Linked DNA regions of Zea mays: region 2 is linked to region 1. The links are chromatin contacts, called in public Hi-C maps. All regions are on one chromosome and are shown on one strand. The core of a region is the stretch at or near the end of the contact, and the rest is flanking DNA. Distances in the headings are between cores, read along the strand shown. Region 1 holds the start of LOC103644520 (probable UDP-3-O-acyl-N-acetylglucosamine deacetylase 1, mitochondrial). Region 2 holds the start of LOC100191641.

Evidence for each region. Hi-C and Micro-C count contacts between places; a contact is called where the count stands out from the background.
Region 2: a contact with region 1 is called in a Hi-C map of leaf, with 5 times the contacts expected there. The contact joins the promoter of LOC100191641 here to the promoter of LOC103644520 in region 1. A contact is called at or near these places in 2 of 25 Hi-C or Micro-C datasets (leaf and tassel).

The regions. Positions count from the first base shown.
Region 1 is chr1:28,317,658-28,323,747 of Zm-B73-REFERENCE-NAM-5.0, reverse strand. LOC103644520 (probable UDP-3-O-acyl-N-acetylglucosamine deacetylase 1, mitochondrial) reads right to left here and starts at 2,348. Exons shown (of 7, transcript XM_020545639.3): 1 at 2,149-2,348; 2 at 1,766-2,077; 3 at 1,444-1,650. The coding sequence starts at 2,211. It also overlaps the pseudogene LOC103644519.
Region 2 is chr1:28,465,489-28,471,578 of Zm-B73-REFERENCE-NAM-5.0, reverse strand. It overlaps LOC100191641, which reads right to left and starts at 3,607. Exons shown (of 4, transcript NM_001254785.1): 1 at 3,147-3,607; 2 at 294-1,170. The coding sequence starts at 3,473.

The DNA of each region.
Region 1 (6,090 bases), core at 1,099-3,598:
TTACCAGGGGCGAAGCTAGGATCTAAGATTGGGGGGACCAAATTAGATTAGGGGGCTGTTAGAAGCATTTTTTGCATTATTTACATGAGAATTAGCTAAAGAAACTAACAGCCCTATAGAATTAGGGGAGCATTAGGGGGGACATTGCCCCCCTGCTGTCGCCCCCGATCCTTACCTAGTGATTCTTCACCTAAGCCGCTTCTCTGTTGTAGGCATCGATCTCGTCATCTATTGATTTGTATGGTTTTGGAAATTACTTGGCAAGGTTTTGATGATACTGTTCTTTCTGACCCAACTTATCGTGATGCTGTTCTTCATCCAGAATGGTAGCTTGCGATGACTGAGTGTTGTGCTTGAGTGTACCGTCATGTGGGATCTTGTTCCCCCATCCTCCTCATATTTGTTCTACTACATGTAAATGGGTTTATAAGGTCAAGACCTATTCTGAAGGTTCTCTCTTGGACGTTATAGAGCTCGTCTTATTGCTCATACTTTTCAACAAGAGCATGGTCATGATTATGATGGATGTTTGCTCCTGATGCTCATATGACTACAATTCGCACTCTTTTTGTTGTAGCTTCTGTTCATAAGTGATCCATCTCTCTGCTTGATGTCAAGAATGTCTTTCTTAATAGCAAGTTGCATGCATAGTCACAAAGTTCTCGGATCGATAGGGTTGAGGAACGAGATCGAGAACGCGATACACTACTTATGAGAGGTTTTTACACTGTGGGAATGAAAATGACCCTGCGTATCCGGGACGGGGACGACGTTTCTAGGTCGAGGGTCGCTGCCACTGTACTCTTGTGACTATGGTTGCATGAGGAGGTGTGTATGTAGCCACCTCGTGGGTATTCTATTCGTGAGGATATTGGTTTGTCGTTTTTGCCACTCTCTATGGTCTCAAGCAAGCTCCTCAAACTTGGTTTCAGCGGTTTTCTTCTATGATCACTACTGCTGGTTTTTATTTGTGTTATTTATAATATTAGCGAAAGGGTCTCTAGCGTAATGGTTAAAGCTTCTGAGTAGCACCTTCAGGTCTCGGGTTCGATCCCCCTCGGGGACTAATTTCGGGCTTGGTTAAAAAAATCCCCTCGTTGTGCCCCGTCCACTCCCGAGTTAAGTCCTGCGCGCCACCCTCTGGCTCGATCGTTGCAGAGTGGGCGGTGACAGTCCGCTAGTGATGAGGGGCCAGGGTTTGGGGATTTTCTCGGACGGGAGGAGTCCGGGACCATGTTTTGGTCTCTTCTTAATATAATACTGGGAGGACCGTCTTTCTCTCCCCAGACGAGTTATTTATAACATTAAGAACCCACTCACTTTGTGTGTTCCATATAATGGTTTAATGTTATTGATATTTTTATCGGTCATAAGACATGATTCGGTTTCATATCCATAATGAACTAGCCTTTTTCTGATTTCAAAGGGAAGAGATGAATATACCTTTGGGAAATCAATGCCACAGGTTATGTGGATTTGTGGGCTAGGGAATGCAGCTATAAAGCAATCGTGTTTCCGTAGGTAAACAGGCTCCTGAATTTCAGGCGCCAGTTTATCCAACTTTTCCCCATTGGCATCCTCTGCCGCACACAAGCCAACGCCTTGTACTGCCTCTACCCACTCTTGCGCTGATCCATCAAGCAAAGGAATCTGGCATTGCTTAATCACTTTCACATAAATGGAAAATACAACGATAACTCTACACCTTCCCACATTGAAAATAGGGAACTAAGACAAGGTGGGAAATGAGCAGACATCCACGCACCTCATCCCCGCCGCTAACCTCGATACGGCAGTTGTCGACGCCAAGCGCCTCCATCGCCGAAAGAAGGTGTTCCACCGTCCGGACCCGCGTGTGGGCGCCTTCGCCCCGACGAAGCGTCGTGCAGAGCTGCGACAGTGGCTCGGCGTTCCCCACCTCTGCCGCTACCCTCGCCTCCTCATCACCCTCCACGAGGAAATACCTACCCTCTCCAGCTTGCGTCGGAAACAGCGTGGCGGTGACGCGCGCTCCCGAGTGGAGCCCCACGCCCGACCTGCTCACCGCCGCCGCCAGCGTTTGCTGCGGCCGCCCCGTCTGGCAGAGGAGGGTTAGTCTGCCAGAGATTCAGACTATTGCTTTTAAACACTAGAGCATCGCTGACTTACCGGCTTCCAGGAGAAGGCTGCGCGGGAGACGGATGTGAGGGCCCGGGCGGCGGAGGAGGGCATGGCGGCGGTGGGGAAGGCAGTGGAGGCAGAAACCTGTCACGACCGAGGGTGTGACGGTCTGAAGACGGCGGGAAAGTGCTCAGCCGAGCGTGGGGCGTTTGTGTGTGAGAAAAGCGTATTTTTGTAATGTGGGTCCTGGATGTCGGGCGTGTGTGGTTGGCTTAAAAGCCGGAACCCTGGTCTGTATGGAACTATTCCGAATCTGAAATCCAAAAGGTTGACATAGTGCCGACGTGGCCGAGCTTGGTGCCCGTTATTGGCGCTCCATCCACGCGGCCAGGAGCAGGGTCTTGTCGGCGTCGAAATGCTCAAAACCAGACAACACTACAGGTCCCTCGTCTGCAGTCTGCACCCACGCTATGTCCACGTACCCGACGCTGTCGCGCCGAAGAAGGGTCTGGGTCTCCCCTTGGAGCACTCCTCCACTGCTCCCTCCAGGGTCTCCGCCGCGGCAAACAACTGCTTCTGCCGCTCTGCCTTCTCGTCACCCGTCTTGCCCATTATCATCATCATGAAAACCACACACGTTCACTTTTCTTTGGAAATACAAGGAGTACACGTGCACCAAAAGCACACACCACCACCACAACTAGTGAAAACAAATTAAGCTAGGAACAGCTAGCGGGATTAGTGGATATATATTGCACATCACGGTCGTACGCGTCGACGGGGAGGAGAGAAGGGCCGGTGCCGTCGTAGACCTCACACTAGTACAATTTGGCTCTATACAAGCGGTAGGATTTTTACATCACAGGCGGTTTGGTTAGAAAACCGCTTGTGATGTCCCAGGCGGTTTAGTACACCTGTGATGTAATAGTATCATAAGCGGTTTTTGTTTAGGACCGCCTGTAATGCTCTATCCTTTTCACAAGCGGACCCTAAGACAAAACCGCATGTGATTGTAAAAATATGAAAATACAATTTAAATATGAAAATAATTTTAATTTTTAACAGAAATATGCAAATACAATTTAAATGAATTAATATTTAATTTTTAACAATAATATGCAAATACAATTTAAATGAATTATAATAGCACACATAGATAACTAGAGAGATTTTAAATTAATTGGCAACCACAATTCATAGTCGATCATACATGATAACAAATACAATTTGATTCATACAATTTTTCATGAACTATCATTTTTCCGCATGTATGGCTTTAAGTTCTTATCAATTTTCTTTTCCACACGCTTGATTCTCTCTGGACCGTTAAAGACGAACATCTCTTCATACTTATTGTATTCCTCATCTTGGTCTCCCACATTCTCAACTCCAACAATTTTTTGCTTTCCAGAAATAACTACATGCATCTTCTCATCTGCTGGATCGAGTACATAGAACACTTGTGCAACACATTCGGCGAGAACCCACGGGTCATCTTTATATCCTACTTTCTTTAAGTCTACCAGTGTGAGTCCGTAGTTATCCACTATCACCCCCACGGGATGTTGTACCCATTGGCACTTAAACAAGGGTATTTTCATGCTTGGGCCATAATCAAGTTCTCATATTTCCTCTATGAATCCAAAATATGTGGTCTTCTGTCCATGTAGGTCAAAAGCATCGATACGAACACCGCTATTTTGTGCAACACTTTTCATGTCTTTTGATTTAGTGTAGAATGTGTACCCATTGATGTCATATGCTTGCCATGATGTCACAAAACACGATGGCCCAGAAGCCAAATTCTTCATTGTTTTCTCATCCGAAGAGTCTCCGAATGGGATGTTTTTGTCCATTAACCATTCGCTGAAACGATGTTTGTGCTCCCTCATGATCCAGTCCTCTGTGCGGTTCTGATTTTCTTTACGAAGCTCATTCAGGTGTTCCTCTATGTAAGGCTCGGCTATCGTGAGATGTTGTAGTACACTACCATGAGCACAATGTACTAGCTTGTAATCCTCAACGCGAAAAGTTTTCTTGCCCATTCTCCCTCTCCCACATAGTTTACCCTCATGTTTAGGTACAGGCACACCTATCATTGTTCCGTCACTGATGTAATCTATACAGCTCTCAATCACTTCTTCTGTAGTGTATCCCTCCATGATTGAACCCTCTGGGTGAGCGCGATTTCGCACATAACCTTTTAATACTCCCAGGTATCGCTCCAACTGAAACATATGATGTAAATATAGTGGCCCTAATATTTTTATCTGATCCACGAGATGTATGATTAGGTGTACTTGCATATCAAAAAATGATGGAGGAAAACACATTTCAAGCTTGCACATAGTCTCGATGATGTATGCCTTTAGATAGTCCAAGTCTTCTAAAGCTATTACTTTTTGTGAAACCGCATTGAAAAAGTAACACAAGCGTGTGATGACAACTTTGACATGCTCTGTTTCGAGGGCTCTTACCGCAATTGGGAGGAACACCGTCATCATCACATGGCAGTCATGAGAGTTGTAGCCAAATAGAGACAAGTCCTTCATCCTGACTAGTCTGCTGATATTGGATGAGAAACCTGTGGGCACTTTGACCCCACGCAAACATTTGCAAATCTTTGTTCTCTCCTCAACTGACAAGTTGTAGCTAGCTGGGGGGAGGTAAGGCTTCCCTTTGCCACTATCCACTGGATGAAGTTCCGGTCTGATTTGAAGATCTACTAGATCATTGCGTGATTTAAGTCCGTCTTTTGTCTTACTCGGCATGCCCAGCAAGGTTCTAATGATGCTGTCAAAAACATTTTTTGTTACATGCATCAAACCAATGCTGTGGCAAATTTCCATATCCTTCCAGTATGGGAGGTACTTGAAAAATATTGATTGCTTCTTGAAAGTTGTGTAAGTTGAAGGGTCAGTTCTCTTTCTCTTTTCTCCTTTGTTTTTTCCCTTTCCGAATACAACATGAATGTTCTTTACAATTTCAAAAACAAGTTTCCCACTATAAGGCTTTGGTGCACCTTCACTTTCCAGTTGATTGTTAAATTCCTCTTTCATCTTTCGGTACTTATGCTGCTTCATCAAGAACCGTCTGTGTCCCATGAACACCAACTTCTTGGATGATTTAAGGTACATGGAAGCAGTTCCATCGACGCACACTACACAACCATTCTTTCCTTTAGTCTTTTGCCCTGATAGTGTGGCGCCACCAGGAGAATCATGGATGGTAACAAATATAATTGCTCTTAAGTTGAAATACTCACGGCAATACTCATCCCATATTCTAACTCCTTCATTCCAGAGCTTTGTCATATCTTCCATAAGAGGTTCTAGGAACACATCAATATCAACACCAGCTGATTTCGGACCTTGAATAAGAATAGTCAACATAATATACTTTCTTTTGTGACACAGCCATGATGGAAGGTTGTACATCGTTAAAGTCACGAGCCAGGTGCTATGTACACTTCTTTTTTCACCAAATGGATTCATTCCGTCTGTACCCAAAGCAAATCTTACATTTCTGGTTTCTTTGGCAAACTCAGGATACATAAGATCGAAATTTTTCCATTGTGATGCATCAGCAGGGTGTCGAATCTGTTTGTTATTCTGCTTGCGATTTTCAGCATGCCAACGCATAAGCTCAGCCTCCCTAGGGTTTGAGAACAAACGTTTTAAGCGATCAATTACTGGAAGATACCACATCACCAAAGCTGGGTTCTTTGACTTCTTTTTCCCATCCATGTCATCAAAAGTGTCATCGTCACTTTCAGGTCCAATAGTGGATTTCTTGTTTTTATTTTTCTTCTGGAATTTTTTTACACAGTCTTGATTGTAGCTCTTCTTGTATCGACTGACATTGCAAACTGGGCATCTTGATGCGTTCTCAAAATTGCCACGATACAGAATACAATGGTTCGGACATGCATGAATTTTTTGCACACCCAGAGCTATGGGAGATATAAGCTTCTTCGCTTTATAAGTGCTT
Region 2 (6,090 bases), core at 2,358-4,857, 150 kb before region 1:
TTGTCGCACAGTTCTCCTGCGCTTTCAAGAAAAAAAAACTCGCATGCCCTAGCAAGTGACCAAACAGTAACAGGAATGTGACCCAGAAAATCTTCTGTTTTTTGTAAATTCCTAGTATATGACTGACCTCAAACTGATCAGTACTAATGGACATCAGATGCATGGCTTTCCCTTTGCTTCAAGACACAGGCAACTAGGCACAGAAATTCAACAGAAAAGTAAGATTACATATGCATGCTTTGCGTAAAAAAGAGAACTGAATGAGAGAATGTCATACGTCAACTAGTACATACCATATTGAGGATTTTTGCAATTCTGTTGTGCTTCCATCTGACAGTCCTGCTCTAACCGTGGATGATCATAACCATAATCCTCAACTGTTAAAGGAGGGTCCACTTGAAAGTCCTGCTCTGGCTGTTGAAGAATGTGCTCAAGTTCATCACCAAATATATCCATGTCATCCCATTCACATAGAGCAGAGGTGTCAGTAAAATCATTGCCAGTTGAATCAAAGGTATTAACATTGTTTGAAGCCATCTCTACATCCATGGGCATCTCAAGTGCAGGGCTTGAAGCTGGTTGTGCAGGGGTTGAATAGAAAGCTTCATTTGCTGGTATTGGCTGATTGGAAGTTTCAGGAACAGGAGGACGATATTGAATAATTTGTGCGCCTCCACCAGAAGTCTCTTGGTCATCTACAGGACCATGTTCCAGAGCTTGGAACCTTCTTTTCCTGTTACCATCATCATTCCACCAGTTACTCCTGCGCTGCTGCTGCACGAGCTGGTTCAGGAAGTCTGGATTCTGGACAACAATTGCCAAAAGTGCCATCATCTGCTGCTGGTTCTGCTCCATCACACGGAGGCGTTGAATTAAATTCTGCACTTCAGCGCTAGATGATTGCTGGTACTGCCGTAGATCTACAAGCTGCTGCATTAGAAGGGCCTTGTCCCTCTTAAGTGTCTCAACCTCCTTTTCAAGGCCTCCATATTTTCCTATCTCGATATTCTCAGTGCCAGGTGCAGTTTTGACAGGCACCGACTGCAGATCACTAGGTACATCCTGAGAGGATTTCTTCTTTCTCTTGATGGTCTTCAAAAGATGTTTTTGGCCCTTAACAAAGCCTTCATTGGCCCATTCCCATCTATCTGGATCAACTTTATGAAATCCCTGATAATGAAAAAGAACACTAGTGAATTCATGAAACGACAGAGGTTAAGATTCAACATGAGCATACAGCATAGAACATGTGGACAAAATAATAGTTAGTTTCAAGCAGATGATTTCCAACACAGTATAATAGTTAAGCAATGCTTCTATTTCTATATACACAATTACAGTCTAGTTACATGCTTCGTGCATGAGTTTTAGTACATCCCTGAAGAGAAAAATCATGGAAATGATACCATAGGTCATTATTTCAGTTAATTGTTTGCATGTAAAGGATTCTATTGCCTTGCTACTTTACTAGCATCCTAACCCAAAAAGGATCCCTGATGCCAGGTCTTGTATGCATTAAGGTCTGTACCTGTGTTTTCAAGTCGTCCGACTAATCGCGATTAGTCGCGATTAGTCGGGCTAGTCGGTTAGCAGAGCTCGATTAGGCAGCCGACTTGACTAGAGTACCTGGTCGCCCTGGTCGTCCGACTAGTCGACGATTAGGGCCGATTAGTCGCTCGATTAGCCGGTTCTGGGCGACTAGGTTTAGGACCTAGATTTTTTTGGACTTGTATTAATGTGTGTTGTGTGGTACTGGTATCTGGGACTTGTAGTATTAATAACTAGAAGTGTTTCTCTGCTGTTTTCACTTTTCAGTATTGCTGAATTCATGTCATGTTTACCCTATCCTTCATAATATAGTATATGAAGTTCATATATACTATATAGTTATATAATTATTTACTATATAGTATAATAGTATAATAGTATATATTATATAGTATATACATAGGTCCTGGTCTCCTGGATGAACAGGACGACCAGTAAACGACCAGGTCGACCAGAGCTCGATTAGTCGGACCTAGTCGACGACTAATCGAGATTAGTCGCTGGTCGGTCCCCCAGTTCGACTAGCTGGTCGAGCGACCAGAAAACATAGGTCTGTACTGAGCACTTTTCCGAAAGACCTCCAGAAGCTTGCGACCAAATTCAACTATTCAGTTTTGCTTTCAGAAGTACAGAGCAGAGCTAAGTAAAAATTGGCACATCCAGTGATTCAGTGATACATAACCTCAATACAGATAACAAGAAGCACCAAACTGCAAAATGACAAAATATATCAAATGACATCACGAGAAGTTGCTTGAGGAACAACAAACCCAAGGAGACTATTTATAAGAAGGCATTGCAATTTCTGTGATCGCAAGTTCAGTAGGTGACAGAACCCAATGAGTTTTTTATAAGGTGCGCAAAATTTCAAACTGGTTGTACAAGAACAATAAGGGGTCCCCGATGGCATTGGCATGTGTTATGCATTATTGAGGTCTGTATTGAGCAATTTGCTGAAAGAGATCTGGTGAACAATCTATACAAGTCCATCATCAAAAGCTTCCAGCCAAATTCAACATGCAGATTTGTTTTGGAAGTGCAGGCAGGAACTAACAGAAAAATAGGGGAACCAGCTATTCTGTTATATAAAATCTCAAATGACATAAGAGAAGTTGGTGAAACGCCAACAAAATGGAAGGATACTTTTTTGAGTTAAATGCATCGATGGCCCTGCATTTCTAAATCTTTGAACTTGCTAAGTGATGTACCACACATTCCAAAACATGTAAAAATGGTGGATCGCAGGTACATTTGTGGACTTTACCGACCACTGTGGTGTGTCACTTAACCTAGAAATGCATTTTTAAAGTTCGTGGACCTAAGTGGCATCTTGGGAACCGCTTATACATTTAACTCTAGATTTTTTTTTAATAAGAAATCAAAGGAAATTAGCATTCCTTATCCCAAAAAATAAAGGATACTGGCATTTTTCATAATCAGAAGGTACTGCAATTTCAAAAACCAAAATACTAGGTATCCGTATTACAGAATCTACAGTAAACCAACAATCGCGCCTAATCAGCGCAAACCACATTTATTTCGCGCACAGGGAACTAATAGAGAATGTAGGCATGAGGATCAGGGAGGGTAATTCTCACGTAGGTGTTGAGCTGGCGTATGAAGCTGGTGAAGTGATTGTGCTTGAAGTGCCGCGGCAGCAGGTCGCGCTCGAAAGCGTGCGAGTCCCAGATCACGAAACTGCCGCCGGCGGCGCTCCAGGAGATGACCGCGTCGGTGGCCGGGTCGGAGACCATGTCGTAGACCTTGGTCAGGAAGGGCGCCACGTCCGGAGGCCTCGGCACCACCGCCGCGGGCGCCGACTCCGGCGCCGCCGGCACTGGTGTGACCTTCCCTGCCGTCTGGGCGCCGACCTCGCCGCCGGCTGGGGAGGCGGGATGCTGGGGCGACCGCTTCGTGAAGCCCATCGCGACGGACGATGCGGAAACCCTAGAGGATGTTTGGTTGGAGGCCTTCGGAACGATGATGAGGCGGCTCCGCCGGAGAGGCTTCGAGATTGAGGCGACGACGGGACAAGAAATGTCGAGAAGGGACGGGGCGGCGAGGGGAATTTGGCTGGGCTGCTTCGTTCAATCTCCTTCGATTTGGCGATGATCCTGTCCGCTTCCTGTGATATTAATAAAGAAAAGAAAAATGTCGGAGAGGGTATATATTTTGGTTAGATCACGAAAGGCGCGTGTTCGGAAAAAAAAACGTACTCGGTTTCGTATTAACCACGGTCTACGGATTTAGTAGTATGAAATTTTTCAGCACATATAGATTTAGGGCCAGATTATAATCCTAGACAAGGCCCTTTGTTGAATGCGACAAATTTCGGAGGCGTGCGTTACCAAGTTTTCCTAGATTAGTTGTTGTACGTGTTCCTTTACCGACATATGACCAGTGGGAACGAATTAAGGTGGGTCCTGTATACCAGTGATGTCACTGTGTACGCCGATTTCTCATTTCTCACAGAGGTAATTATATATGTCGCGTGTTGTCTCGCATTTGGTGGGGTCGGGCTTCGTGTGGGACAGAAGAGTCAGTTTCTCAGAGAGGTTGCCGTGTCGCGCTCGAAGGTGAAATTCTTTGCTTCGCTCTTTGTCTTCTGACACGTGGGGCAAAGTCGATACGGGTCCCACGAGACGTTGAGAATCCGTGGTCGTGCAGGAAGGTGTATGGACTGACTCGTGGCCCAGAGAAGCATATTCCTCCTGTGCTTCTACCGGGACAAGGCACATAAGGGCATGTACAGTGGTGTTTAATGTGGGGGCTCTTAAGGTGTTTTAGGGGGTTATTTGCAAAAAAATCTTAGAGCCGTCTCTCCGTGAAGAGACGCCTCTGGCTCGTAAACCAAGTAACAACAGACGCCTCACTTCCCACTGTACGAATTTGTCGTCTGTTCTATCAATCTGATGCTATACAAATACATTTAATTCTGTATTTATTAATAGACTACGTTTATAGACACTCCATTGTACAATAGAGTCTCTTAGTTGTCTCCTGTGCTTGGAGAACCGTTTTGGTGTCTCTCCACTGTACATGCCCTAATACCGCCGACCGTCGTTGCCTACGCTCTTTCTCGTCGTCTTCTTCGACTCTTCGTTCCGAAGCCTGCTCCCTGCTGCCATACCAACCGCCAAGGTGACTGTCACTACCGCCTAGTCGCCTACCGAATCCATTCAACCTCCTCGCGTTCTCACGAGTCACGAGTCATGGGTGAGCTGCGCAATTTCTGCTTCGACTCCGTTTTTCACCGCACGATTCGATGACTAGTGCCAGTAACGGAGCTAGTCAATTTTAACTTCCGTTGCTATGAAAACGAACATTGTCTCTAGTACCCATAGATAATACTATAGCCTACAGAAATTGACATATAGTAAAAATGAATTAACTGCTCATGAAATTTCTAGACAGGGAAGAATCCAATAATAGGAGAGAACTGAGTTTTAAGGATGGAGAATGGTATCGCCCTCGCGGGTGATAATCATGATTTTCGAGAGTCTGGATGGATCCTTATCATTTCATGATAGAAGCAATATCGTTTTTATCGAAACGTATGTGAGGCAATATTGCCTCCATCCTCTAGCTTGGCAAATGGATTAAGCGGATCAAGAAAAAATGGTGGTTCCTCATTCACTTGTTGTGTTTACTTTCTTGTTATATTTAAATTTAATTTATAATATACTATATGCTTTAGGTTAGTGTTTGGTTGATGCATTCCATGGATTCAATCCAAGGGAATAATAAGTCTAACATATTTTTTGGGGGTCCAATAGAGAAGTCCTTCAGCTCCACCTCTGAGCACACCATCACCATGCATATCGATAAGCAACTGAAGGGTCATTGGGTCACAATTAATTAAATCTAAAATGGTATTCATCTTCACTAGATTTTATATCCAATAAGAGATGCTTCGATAGTGTAGTGTCAATGAATCGATGGCCATGGAAGCGGCCAAGGTAAAGGTACGAGTAGAAAATGGGATGTGAGTTCAAGCTTGAGCTTTGGTAGGAAGATGTTCGACAATAGCTAGAGTGACTGGAGAAACATGGTCCCAACAGTGTATCTAATGCAAGGAAAAAATCTAACGAGTACTGCTTCGTGGGAGCGAGTGGATGACACCAAGGAGGAGGTGCCTTGTCCTAGGGCAAGAAAAGAAAGGAAAGGCAGACACAATTGATGACCCAATAGGTGTGGCATCTAAGTTGGAGAAGCTCCATTTTTTAACCACATGCTTAGTGAAGGCAAAACTATGGAAGCAATGAAACAAGCTTAAGGATCGCACCATCGATAATGAGTGGGAAAGAAAAAAGAGGGCATGCTAAAGGCTCGAAGCTTATTCAAGATAATATTGGTATGGTGGGAAAAAATGGAGGATGGTGAAGCGGAATAAGACGACTAGTAGAATACTTCATGCATTTTAGTATTTTTAATTGTAACATATTTTTGTTTTCAATTAGTTCATAGATTCTAGTATTTACAATTGCAATGTAATCTACGACATTTATATCTATTTATATCTGAGAACATTTATTTGGTCAC